Regions from separate parts of the Hordeum vulgare genome. Here region 1 is linked to region 2. The links are chromatin contacts, called in public Hi-C maps. All regions are on one chromosome and are shown on one strand. Each heading gives the region's core, a stretch centred on a gene start, on an enhancer-like site or on the middle of the called end of the contact. The rest is flanking DNA. Distances are from core to core; before and after follow the strand shown.

Evidence for each region. Hi-C and Micro-C count contacts between places; a contact is called where the count stands out from the background.
Region 1: a Hi-C map of seedling shows a contact between it and region 2, with 2.6 times the contacts expected there. The contact joins the enhancer-like site here to the promoter of LOC123448008 in region 2. A contact is called at or near these places in 3 of 6 Hi-C or Micro-C datasets (leaf and seedling).

The regions. Positions count from the first base shown.
Region 1 is chr4H:97,738,141-97,744,462 of MorexV3_pseudomolecules_assembly, forward strand. LOC123448013 reads left to right here. Exons shown (of 15, transcript XM_045124770.1): 6 at 1,111-1,211; 7 at 1,304-1,448; 8 at 1,524-1,592; 9 at 1,716-1,761; 10 at 1,861-2,294; 11 at 2,400-2,479; 12 at 2,877-3,012; 13 at 3,411-3,603; 14 at 3,786-3,868; 15 at 4,000-4,659. The coding sequence ends at 4,095. Among protein-coding and RNA genes, the nearest start is that of LOC123448013, 13 kb to the left of the region's middle. Within about 2 kb of position 4,906, at least 3 of the 3 cell types and tissues checked have open chromatin away from gene starts, as enhancers often do. A contact at or near this core is called in leaf and seedling, where this site is marked.
Region 2 is chr4H:97,473,968-97,480,490 of MorexV3_pseudomolecules_assembly, forward strand. LOC123448008 reads right to left here and starts at 4,966. Exons shown (of 13, transcript XM_045124765.1): 1 at 4,297-4,966; 2 at 4,101-4,192; 3 at 1,913-2,009; 4 at 1,246-1,401. It overlaps TRNAP-AGG (a tRNA gene), which reads left to right and starts at 4,995; the gene lies at 4,995-5,066. LOC123448010 reads right to left here and starts at 1,227. Exons shown (of 1, transcript XM_045124767.1): 1 at 1-1,227. The coding sequence starts at 840. The coding sequence ends at 133.

The sequences.
Region 1 (6,322 bases), core at 3,656-6,155, 260 kb after region 2:
GCTGTACGAGCACGTCGAGGACTCGCTCTCCGAGTCGAACCAGCGGTCGCCAGAGGACACACGGTTGTCGGAGAGGGTCGCTCGGAGCTCGGCAGGGTCAACACTTGAGGCCGCCATGGCTGGGAGGGGAGGTTGGGAGGGCTGGGGGGGGGGGGGGGGGATTCACCGTTGGCGGGGGTGGTGGGCTAGGAGGAGCGGGGAGGGTGGGGAGGGAGCGGAGCCTTCCCAAGTGGTCAAACTGATAAGAGAAGCATTTAATGACTCTGTGGGTTTCTTTGGTTCTTTTACTTAGCTTTTGGTGTCCAATGAGAATTGGCTACCGGATTTAAAATTTTAAACCGGGTGGGGGGTGTTTACTTGAAATACCACTAACGGGTGGAATTTATTGCTTTCTTTTTCTATTTAACATTTATAAATGAACAGCATGTGGGTTTCTTTGGTTCTGTTACTTCTTAGCATTTGGTGTCCAATGAGAATTGGCTACTGGATTTGAAATACCACCAACAGACGGAATTTCTGAACCAAAATTGGATTTAATTTTTGTGGAATAAGAAGTTAACGAACCTAGGTGATGACACACAAACAACCATAACCCGATGGTGGGCGTGCTTCAGCCCATTCCATGAGGTCAGGGGTTTGATACCCCACCTCCAGCTTACAGTTTTTTGCTGATGTAGTAAAAAAGTAAGGAAAGAAAAAACAAATGGCAATATGAGGACTCAAACGCATGACCAGAAGAAAAGTGTAGCTCTCCCACATCATTACACTGTGCCTTGGTTTGTGAACTGAGTTGAAGACAGTAGCAACTTGAATTCAAATTAATCCAGAATTTTCAATCTGGTAAGAGTGATTGCAGGGAGGGGTTGGTAAATATGGTTCATCCGGTCATCAAAACCTTGGAATCAACACATATACAGTTCACTGTTTGGTCTGATGGTTTTGTAGGATCACTACTTTGGTATGTTGTGTTTTTACATGATTATGACATGCCTAGCTATTGTATCATACTTTCCTCTTATTGTTGATGCACTGTGTAGCTATTTCTGTGAAGTTCTATTCTTTTGATAGCCGTATTTTACTCAAGTTGTGGTTTTGTATTTTTGTTTGCAGGTAGTGGGTGCATATTTCGAGAAACTTGGTTCAAAATCTTTTGCAGTTTATTCTATTGCTGTGACTGGTGCAGATAGCAAGGCCTGGTTTGTGAAAAGAAGGCATGCTTTTCTGAACATCTTTGAAATAGCTCAGTACTACTACTTGTAAAGTTGTAATGTATATGCTGCTGACTTTCAACTTCTGTTTGTAGATACCGGAATTTTGAGCGTCTTCATAGACAACTGAAGGAAATACCAAATTACTCACTGCACTTGCCTCCAAAGAGTTTCCTTTCGTCTAGTATTGATGATTACCTTGTGCACCAGCGATGCATTCTACTGGACAGATATCTTCAAGTATGCTTTTGTCCTCTAGCATTCATCCAACATTTTACTTCAAATTTGATTACAGTAATCTTTTCTGTCCAATAGGATCTCTTGTCGATCGCTAATATTGCAGAGCAACATGAAGTTTGGGATTTTCTTAGTGAGTCCTCAAAGGTGTGTATCAAGCCAACAACAATTCTTTGTGCCTTCTCTTTAACAGGAGAAAGAATGAACACATAATTTTGTGTTACTTTCCTGTGATTCAATGAGCTTCATTATTATTTTTTCATTTCGTAGAATTACTCAGCTGGAAAATCCACCTCTGTTATCAAAACCTTGGCTGGTATGTATCTCTTCTCATTCTTTTTTTTTCACAATTACGAGCTCGTGTATTTAATATTTTCTCACTCAAGATACTTATCTATTTATTTTGCATCACCAGTTAACGTTGATGATGCCATGGATGACATCGTTCGACATGTTAAAGGAGTTTCAGATGGTCTAAAACGCGCGGTCGGCACATCGTCCCCTAGCGCACCGTATTCACACTTGGCAGATAATAGGATGTCTCTATCTTGGAACCAGGAAGAGACAGATAATCAGAATTTGCAGAATAGAAACTTGGGAAGTTCGCATAGTCTCTCTGATGCTGATAGTAACTGTGAAGATCGCCCCTCATCTGTAAATAGTGCATGCCACTCGGACAATGAATTGAACAATGGAGGGTACACTTCAAGTGATATTAAGCACAATGAAGCAACTGGTTGTGATGTACAAGTAAGCCAACACATAGAAAAAACTGCAAGGGCAAATTCGGATTCTACAAACATGTCATCTATAAAGCCATGTGAAGATCCATCAGGAATTCCTCCCGAGGTACGTATTTCCACTATGTAGCTATATTTTTAATTCAAATTGCAGGAAATTTCTGTTCTAAAAGATTTTCGTTTCTGTCCTAAAACTTCTCTTTTCATTTGGCAGTGGATGCCAACAAATGTCAGCGTGCCTCTATTGAATCTGGTAGACAAAGTGTTCCAACTAAAGCGGCGTGGTTGGATAAGGTTCACTATTTCTTTTTCATAAACTTTTTTTCTAGTGCTTCTATATATTTTGCCTGCTAGTTTTCTACTTTTTGTTACATAGCCATGAGTGAAGTAAATGTAGTATTGTAGACACCGTGAGGATCGGGATAGGAGCTGTTTGGGCCAATAGCTAGATATCATTGATACCTATCACTTCACATACTTTGGTTCTATGATAATTAGCATCATTATGGAATCCGAGAGGGAAGTTTGTGCAAATATGCCACTGTTTATTCAGGAATTGTTTGATATTTCTGCGCAAGTCAGATATATTTTCACCATCCATCATTGGATTCACAACACTCCTACAATCCAATTGTTTCTATCTTTCAGTTGCAAAATATTGTGTTTGACTTGTTAATTATGTTATCTGCAGAAAACAAGTTCTCTGGATATCAAAACAAATCTTACAATTAGTCATGGAAGATGCGATTGATGATTGGATTATAAGACAGATCAATTGGCTCCGACGAGATGAGGTCATTATACAAGGAATCCGTTGGATTCAAGATGTAAGGAGGCACTGTAATACTTTTTCTCTGAACTGAAGTGTTCTAATACCCTCTCCATTGCCAGACTAAAATTTGCTGTATTATCTGCATGAAACCATGTTAAAAAGTTGTTCCAACTAGAAAAGAAGTTTCATATAGCACAATAATGCAAATTGTTACTTGGTACCAAATCACTTTTTGCTGAACGATAGCATAACATAAATACCAATTACCAAAGTAATTAGCAAATTATTCTTATATGCTAGGTTCCAATATAAAATGTCACTATTGTCATATGGACCATAATTGTGTCCCAGTGTAGGTGCGTGCCAGAACTAAGAGTGCTTTAGATGGTTGTACCTAATGGATAACTACTCTGGTATTCCATTTGTGTAACTAACAGATTTTCCATTCTACAGACCCTCTGGCCTAATGGTGTATTCTTCACCAAGTTGGATGGATTTCAAGGAGATGCGGGTAGCAGCCAATTTGACAAGCACCCATCAGGGAGTGCCGATGAGGCTATTGGCAACAGAAAGAGCAACACAAGCTCTTTTGAGCTTCAACTGGAGGCATCTAGAAATGCCAGTGAAGTTAAAAAACTTCTTTTAGGTGAGTCTACTATTGGCATATTTTGCCAAATTGCTTTTGTAATTTTTCTATTTCTGAATCTACACTGCAAACATTGGGCGGTGTTTGGGTGCAAATTCAGATATGTGATAGAAGCAACGAATACGCAAAATTCTGGTCAATACATGTGGTCCAACTAACCTAATTCTTGACGTCCTGTCCAGGTGGGACTCCATCTACATTAGTCAGCATAATTGGGTACAAGCAGTATCAGCGCAGTGCAAGGGACATCTACTACTTCCTGCAGGTAAGTAAAAATCCAAAACCTAGCACCGGAACAGCGGTATGATGTGATATCATTCTGATTTCCATGATCCTCATGCTGTGCTGCAGTCCACTGTGTGCGTGAAGCAGCTCACTTATGCAATGATAGAACAGGTGCTCGTGACACTTTTCCCAGAGCTTCATAAGCTCATAGAAGACATCCATGAGAAGGGTCGCAAGGAGCAAGCCTCGTTCATTTACCAACTTTGACCGAAATGGTGAGACCATCTTGATACACCTTTTGAAATTCTATGAGCCTGCGCCATTTCCTCGGTGACGTGGCATGAGGCTCCCTGGGCCGCAGTTTTGCCCGAATGGATTTTGACAGCGCAAAGTTGGATCCAGGGATTGGTCGGTGTTCCCCCCCACTTAAATATGTACAGCTGTATATCAGGAGGTATGTAAATTAGGCACACCCTGATGCAATGTAGAGCGAGGAGTCTGAGTTAAGAGCTGTACTACTCCCTCTGTCCCAAAATAACTGTCTCAACTTTATACTAAAACTAGTATAAAGTTGTATTAAGTTTAAGATACTTATTTTTGGACGGAGGGAGTACTAGGAATAGTATTGTACCACATCATTCTTTAATTTATTTTCTTTTTGCCTAGGCGGTAAGTTATTCGCTTAGACCGAGGCTTGTAAGTTGTGAGAGTGATTCAATTGTATAGATGTACGTACCATTTTGCCGCATGTTGGTTCTTCTGAGGAAATCAAATCATTCTCTCTGGGACGAGCATCCAGCTCCTATGGATTTATGGAGCATGATCGTGAAACTTGCCTTGGTTGTATCTCTGTGACTGAAAATGTTCCGCCCGGTTTGGAACACACGAGTTTTACTGGTGTGTGGCTGTTTGGCTGTTTGCCTTGTTCCGGACGGTTCCGGTATGTATGTGCAGTTGAGTGATGACTTGGGTTGGAAAATTGACGTGAAAACTGTACTACGTACCTATCGTCACTGATAGAAGCCTTACGCTGTGGACAGATGGAAGCTTTCATCCGACGGACATGGACATGTACCGTTGTCCCCTTGCCTTTCTAAATTCCATGAACTTTCCATCCCTGGTGTAACTCGACTCCATATAGGCCTGGCGATACCCCCTACCTGAAGATAATCTACCAGTTGATCCTTGAAAGCGAACGAGGAAAGACTCTGCACATGAAACAAATGTTGGGTTTTGTCCACGGATGTCTTCTCCACCCCTCCCTTATCTTGCCGCCCCGAAGCCCACACATGCATGTGCGCTCAGTAGAAGCGGATCCGTTGTTGATGAGATGTCTATTAATAAGAGCAAGAACTTACGATTTCTTGAGACGAAAATATTGGAAGAATTCGAAAAGGAGAACGAATGTATGGTGACTGTCAGGTCAGGCATGGAAAGGTGCACTGGTGTGAGCTAAAAGGTGATTCGACTCGTATGCCTGCCGGTGCTCGATCTGGAGTCAGATCAGATCGCACTGTTCCCGAATCGTAAAGCACGATAGGGGCGGTGGTTGCCCTGTCGCTCTCGATCTCTCATCTCACGAGCCTCTTCTACCAGTGTTCTCATCTATTGTACTCCTAGCTAGCTAGACATCGAGCTACATAGCATGCATATCCACCGATCAAGAACTAGTGTCATTTCGACGATATTAATTCCGATATCTAAAACTAACAGTGCTCTGCGGGCCCAGAAACAGCACGTCTAAGCCTGCCCTATAGCCTAGCCTAGACGACGGATGGGATATTATCCCAATTCTTAGTACGAGCTCCAGGTCTTTCCAAAAAGAAAAAAAGAAGAAAAAAAGAGAGGCAAGACATGAGCTGTACGCACGTCCTTGTCCAATTCTTTTCGGCCACATGAAACGACAACACTTGACTTCTCTTTACTACTACTACTGCTACTAGGGCAAGTAGCAGCTGCTTAGTAGAGTACGTACTAGGAGTAATTGCTAGGCTCCATTGCCACGAAAACGCAAATTAAGAGGAAAAGATCTCAACCGGAAGGATGACGCACTACATGGCGTCATTGTTTGTGGAAACTTTTCCTTGCACGTCGATCCTCCCAGCAGTTTGCGCTCCATCTGACTTGGCCGGCAACAGAATCTCGAGCCATATCGCAAATCTACAGGATGTGCGTGCATGCACCGCTGTGAGAAAGCTTTGTCCCAAACCGGCTCACAAGTCCTATTCTGGACTGGACGTCTCTCTCATGACGGCTGAAAAAGTGCAGCCCAGGAAGAAACATATTCAGACGGGTCTGACTCTGACGTGCTGAGAGCATGAGCAGTGCCATCATTTGGCTCATTGGTTCTAAGAAAATTGCTACAACTCGGCTCAAAGAAAACTAGAGTAGATTCCTTAACACCAAATTTTTACCAGCAGTTGCCATGCATCACATGTGCACATTCAACAGGGTGCATATGTTGTACGTAGAAAGGGAAACGAAAAGGCTATTC
Region 2 (6,523 bases), core at 3,716-6,215:
TGTTTTCATCAATTGATCATTTGTATGTACATTGGTATTGTACGCAAGCTACAAAGGTTCTGTATGACTGGTGAATCCTTTAAAAGGCGGATGCCAATCGCAATATGCTAGAGAAACAAGGCCTGAGAGTGTCTACGAGCTGAGAATGTTCAGGAGAGAAACCCTGCTTTGGATCAATCTCCTGAACAGAAGCTCTGAACCGTTCTCAAGATCTCCCACGCTTCGCTCTAGCACCTGCAACTGTTCCTCCTCGCAAATGACCTTTCTTTTCTGGACAAGAGACCATTTGCTTCCTTTGGTGGTGGCGAACTGCTTCGGCAACAGCTGCGACGTGGACTCCAGTAGAGAGACAGATATCTCTCTGGCTTCCGCCAGTAGCCTGACCAGCCTGCAATCCTCAGCAATAGCTTTGCTGCTTGCGATCTTCTTGAAAGGCTTCTGTGCCTGCTTCGCGAGGCGAATGAAAGACTCGGCCTTGAGCTGAACAGCCGCATCATCTCCTCTTTTGAGAACCAGTTGCAGCTCCTGGGTACTCATTTTCAGCCCTGCTATATTCTCTTGCATGGAATTGCAGAGATCGATCAGCATGAGGGACCTTTCCAGTTCCTCTTCCACCATTTTCTTGTTTTGTGGGGAGGAGAGACCAACTTGGTTGCTGGGAAAGCCCATGATCTCCTCTATGCACTTGTAGATGTCTCCAAGCCTTGCGTAACCACTACACATTGTGCCAATGGTTGCAGAGGGTGAAGAGATGCATGATTTCAGGCTCTGCAGCTCAACCTCTACTCCACTGGAGTGAGAGATAGAAGGCAAACTTGCAGATCTTTGATGGCAAGCCATTTTTCTAATGGATGAAGTGATGACGTGTTTCTGTTTGCAACAGAAGAGAAAGTGAAGAGCAGATGCAATATGTTGGTGCTCAGACCTTTGCAGCACACTCTATTTATAGTCATCAAGAAACAAAAACAGTCTGCTGGCAAAGCCCATTAGGCAGCAAGAATATTGTGCACCCTGCTCCATTTGTTGCCAATAATGGATCAATTTTTTTTTGGAGCAGCATAACCCTCTCGATCCATTACAATCTTGTTAAGGAGACAAGAATCACTAAGTGCATGCCAAATCTCAGCAATCCGCGGCAAAGCATCTGAGCAAGTGCTTAGTTTAAGACAGAAACCAGACCAGCAAAACGAGGCAGAATGCAAGTCATGCAACTGAAGTGTATGATGAAGGACCAGATGACTTTACCTTCGAACAGCCTGTCAATTTGCTTCTCAACTTATGGCAGCTGCGACTTCACCTCAATTGCTGTGCAGCACTGTTGCTGTGCTGGTTTGTCTTCTAGCAGCAGCATGATCCACCACACATGCATTATAATCATCAATAGATGCTTCACTTCTTCCACTGCAACATTTACTTGCTTAGAACATAAGCAACTTACAAAAACCAACTTATAAATGTCAGTGGAACGGGTTCTGCAAAATTCCAGATATTAAAAGGTAATGTTTCTGTAAGAATCTGTGGTGTGATCCTTCAGCAGCAGAGGTAAAGGTGCCCAATTACATGTGAAACTTGAGAATACGTCACAACAGACAGAAAGTATCTTTATCTCTGCAGAACCCATGTACTCACATGGCCACCACAGCCTCAGACAAGTTGATGCCTTGTCTAGTTTAAAACGGCACGCTTTGCTAAGTGCTAAATAATGCACCTTTGACATGTTCCAAACGTAGGCAAACTGTGGTCTGCACGACTACTTGACAGTACAGGAAGACAGGTTGCTATTTGGTATTGCCAGTCTGATGTTTAAATTATGCCCGACAATACGGACTGCACGAGTACACAGAGTTGTTTTCTGCTATAAGGTGGTGAGCAAGAATCGCAGTTCATGAGAGGAAAAGTTGACACGAACAACCTCCAAAAACGTGTTCAATGCTAATCTGGGCCACGTAGGCTTCAAGATAAGCATGAACTCAACACCTCAGGGACTAGTGCTGACAAGTTTCATCCACCTACAATAAGATCCATCATAAAAGGATCAGCATCTTTGACCATATTAAAAGTACAATTGATAAATCGTAAGACTGTAAACTTTCAATGAAAAGCAAAGTATCTGTGTCATAGGCAGAATGTGCTTAAGTCTGGTTCCTGCACATTTCTTAGTTTTTCAAGTTTTCTCTTCTTTCTTATTATTCAGTCTAATAAAGAGTCTACACACATAGCCTGGATCTTACGTACTCATGCATGTAGAGAAAATCAATCACAGAATAATAAGCTTAATGCAAGTACAGAAAAAATATGAGGTAAAAGCATTAAGTGACAATATCACAATAGCCCCGGTTAAAACCTACAGACCACATATGAGAAGTATTGTCATGCTGAAGATACGAGTATTTAGCCAGGAATAAGAAAAATCGCATTTCACCAGAGTCAGAATTCAGAAGTACGTATAAAGGATCATTGGCAACATAAACATGATAAACACATTCAGGTGCGAATCCAGAATTCAAGCAATGGGGGCAGCTGCCCCTACTCAATTTTCTGTGTCTTTGTAATATATCAAGTTAAATAGTGATTTGCGCCCACTTAGCAAAGATTTTTTTTTCTCAATTAACACATCTTTGCCCCCTCTAAAATTCGATCTTGGGTTCGCCCCTGAACGCATTTTTCCTTTTAGTCTACCAGTAATATGTGCATGTGGTCTCAGCATACACACTACATAGACTTACACAAGGTTGGCAAACCCCTTAAAAGGTGGATGCCATTCATAGGGTGCCAGAGCAGCAAGGCATATGGATGAGCTAAGAATGTTCAGGAGAGAGACCCTAGTCTGGATCAATCTCCTGAACGAAACCGTACACTATTCTCAAGGCCTCCAATTCTGCACTCTAATGCTTGTAGCTGACCCTCCTCGCATACAACTTTTATTTTCTGGAACCTTTGGATACCAGAGACCATTTGCTAGAATTGGATGTGGCAATCTGCTTGGGCATGAGGTATCATGCAGATTCAAGTAGGGAGACAGCTATCTCTCTGGCTTTTGCTAGTAGCCTGACAAGGCTGAGACCTTCAGGAGTAGCTTTGCTGCTGTATTTCTTGAAATGCTTTTGCATACTCGTTGCTGAACGGAAGAAAGACTCAATTTTGAGATTGGCAGTGGCATGATCTCCTCTTTTAAGGGCTAGTTGCAGCTCTTGGATACTCATCTTCAACTCGGCAAAGTTCACTTGCATAGCACTGCAGATATCAAGCAGCGCAAGGGACTGTTCCAGTTCGTTCTCCACCATTTTCTTTTGCTGGGGCAAGCAGAGGTCAACTTGGTTCCTTGGCAAGCGCACAATCTCCTCAACACAGTTGTAGACATGTGCAAGCTTCCTCAAACCATCATTCAGTGTGACAAGGGTAGTAGGCTGCCTACAGAAGCGTGTTTTTAGGCTGTGCAACTCTTCTTCTGCTTTGATTTCACTAAAATGAGGCCTAGAAGGCAGACTTGTAGATCTTAGACGGCAAGACATATTTGTGATGGTTGGTGTGAATGAGTGATGGAAGAGAAGAGGAAGGAAGAAAAGTTGCATACCGTTCAGCTCTTCAGGCGCACTCCATTTATAGTTGAGAATCACAAAGCCAATGGAAGCGAAGCCAGTGATCATCTAAACAATATGGAGCAAGTTTTGCGCTACAGTTATATGGCGTAGCTGTTAGTGTCATAGACAAGTCTATGTTGTTTCATCTTGTTTGTGCAACAGGCATCAATAAGTGAGCTTACAAACAGGCGATGCCCCTACAATTGGTGGCAAAGCATATGCACGAGTGTTTAACATTACTCAGAATTAATCTACATTGTCGACTGATACGCAGCAACCAAAAGAAAAGAAATGTGAGCTGTGGAATTTGCGTTTGTTGGAGGACCGCTCGCTATCTACAGAATGATCCACGACCCATGCATCAAAATTCTGCAAGCATGCTTCGATGCCATGTTCCGATTGTTCCAGGCAGAATAAACCGCACGGGTGTCCCATTTTCTGCTTGATAGAGGTCAAGGGGGCAGAAATAAGAAGATAGTAAGGTCTGCTAGTTGACTCAACCTCCAGGAATGTGCTCACCTAGTTCAGGTCATGAACTGTCCACCTCTTGGAGTTGCCCTGGCATACTGGCATGTCGTGGCCACCTGTGACAAGATCCACCACACAATGATCTGCAATCTTGGCCATGTGAAATGGAATCAATTAGTGAAAAACTAGACCACATACTTGAATCCACCATATGCAGTTGAAATCAGGCCGAACAAAGATAGGTTACCGTCATGAGTGCGGTAATTCTGCTTGGCAGGCCATAACAGGGAGAAAAGGCGCAGGCATCATCTAGTCGGTCGTGCACAAGGTATACTGACAAACAATACTTAATGGCCTTCATCTCCGAAATACCCAATAATGATGAGGTTCTTCTCAGAACGAAATAAATAATCGATGAGCTTCTGCGACTGTCATGAAGAGTTGGATGTCAACCGCATCATCAGAGAGCGCTGCTATTCAGGAGCATCTTCCATCCTCATCGAAGTTGAGAAGAGACACCCTGCTCTACCTCACTGCAGGAAATGCTGCTCTGCTCCCCACGTTTGCCAGAATTAGGCGCGGCGGTTTGCCTGCAAAAAGAAGCCCGCGGCGCATCGCACGGCAGCAGCAGCCGCTCATCACCGTCGCCCTGAACCGCATGTTTCCGTCGAAAGAAACTTCCTTGAATGGCGAAAAAGGGCTCCGCACCCGCGAGATCCAGCGATTTGAAAGACCGTGCAAACACGACGTCGTCCCTCAACTACTGCAGCAGTACGAACATGCGGTGGACGAAGTAGGACGAGGCGGCGGCGGCGGCGGCGGCGCGACGTGAGGAGAGGGGAATGGAGTAGGGATTGAAGTCGACGGGGCAGGAACCGGGTCCGCGTGGCAGCGATGATCCCAGTTCTTGGTATGAATAAGCTGTTAGGAAGAGTGTAGCAAGAAGGGCATTTGGTCTAGTGGTATGATTCTCGCTTAGGGTGCGAGAGGTCCCGAGTTCAATTCTCGGAATGCCCCAATTTTTTTCGTTTTATTTTTCATTTTTTCACAGTTTGGGTTTGCCTTTTTTCCAGACTTTCGGATTATTTCTCTTTGAGTACGCATGCACCGGTGTAAATAATAAAGTTCACAGTTTAGGTTTGCTTTTTTTTTTTGTTTGACAGCAACTGTTTTCTTTTGCTTTTGCTTTGGCTCGTTGCACAATTTGAAGATAGGGATGTGGACGTAGATTATTTCTCTCTGACTTCACATGCATCAGTGTGAACAATAACATTTAAAGAAATATTAAATATTTCAAATTTGTTTGGAACAAACATGGTTGCATGTTGTAGCTATGTGTAAATTTTTGTGAAAGTGAATTGAACTTGTTTCTGCTCTAGAAAGAAAATGATGCTCTTAAATGGTCATTTTGTAAAAAAAATTGGAGACTGATTTTTCTCACCATGAATATTATTTCTTCATAAGGGTATCTCCACTCGCGCCCCCAACAGCCCCCCCCCCTCCCCCAGACAGGGACGATTCTAGGGGGGAGGGGGGGGGGCTAGAACCCCCCTAACAAATTAATTTTTCTACAATGATAATGGTTGTTGTGGTAAAAAAATTCAATTCATATGAACCTTGCCCCCTCCATGAACAAACTTGCCCCTCCTATGCTTGCATGCTGGCTCCGTCCCTGCCCCCAGGCCCCTTTTTAGACATTGGCGGTAAAAAATCCTCCTAGTCGCGCCCCCAGGGCATCGTTTTTGGCCGGTTGGGCCCATTTTATGGGTCGACGATCCCAGGCCAAACCTAGCGCGTTGGGGGGGCAGTTGGGTGGTCCGGCGGAAGGAAAAGTGGCGTGTGGGACGCCATTGTCAGGCGAGAAACGCCTTTCCTCCGCCAGATTCGCCCTCCCGCGCCACAGGAAGCCTCGCCGTCATGCCAATCCCGGTGCTGCCCACCTGCCCACAGCCGCTACCCCGCTGGTAGAAAAGGTCATTTCCTCGCCGGTTTCATGGCAGCATCCATCCCACTCTCTTGGGCGAGCTTTTCAGACCATTCACCGACGGCTTCCCACCCACCATGCCCGCGAGGTGTTCGGCAATTTGCCGGCACGGACATGGACTCAGACAACGAGGACGCATTCGTGGCTTTGATGGAGGAGGAAGTCGAGGACGACACGTCGATGAAGAACACCTCATGATCCTCGTCGCGCTGGCCGGCCTCTTCGCGAACTTTGCCAAGCCGCAGCGAGGTGGCTCGGCGTCGGGAGGGCTATTGCGTGCTCTACACCAACTACTTTGCCGACGCTCCTCTGCATGGAGAGAAAGTATTTTGACGTCGTTATCGGATGGGCCGAAATGCCATCCGGGAGTTGGACAGCTATTTCATTTGCAAAAAGGATTGCACGGGTACGGTACTCCAGAAGTGCACCACAGCTATGAGGATGCTTGCGTACGGAGATCCCGGTGATATACATGAAGACTATGGACGCA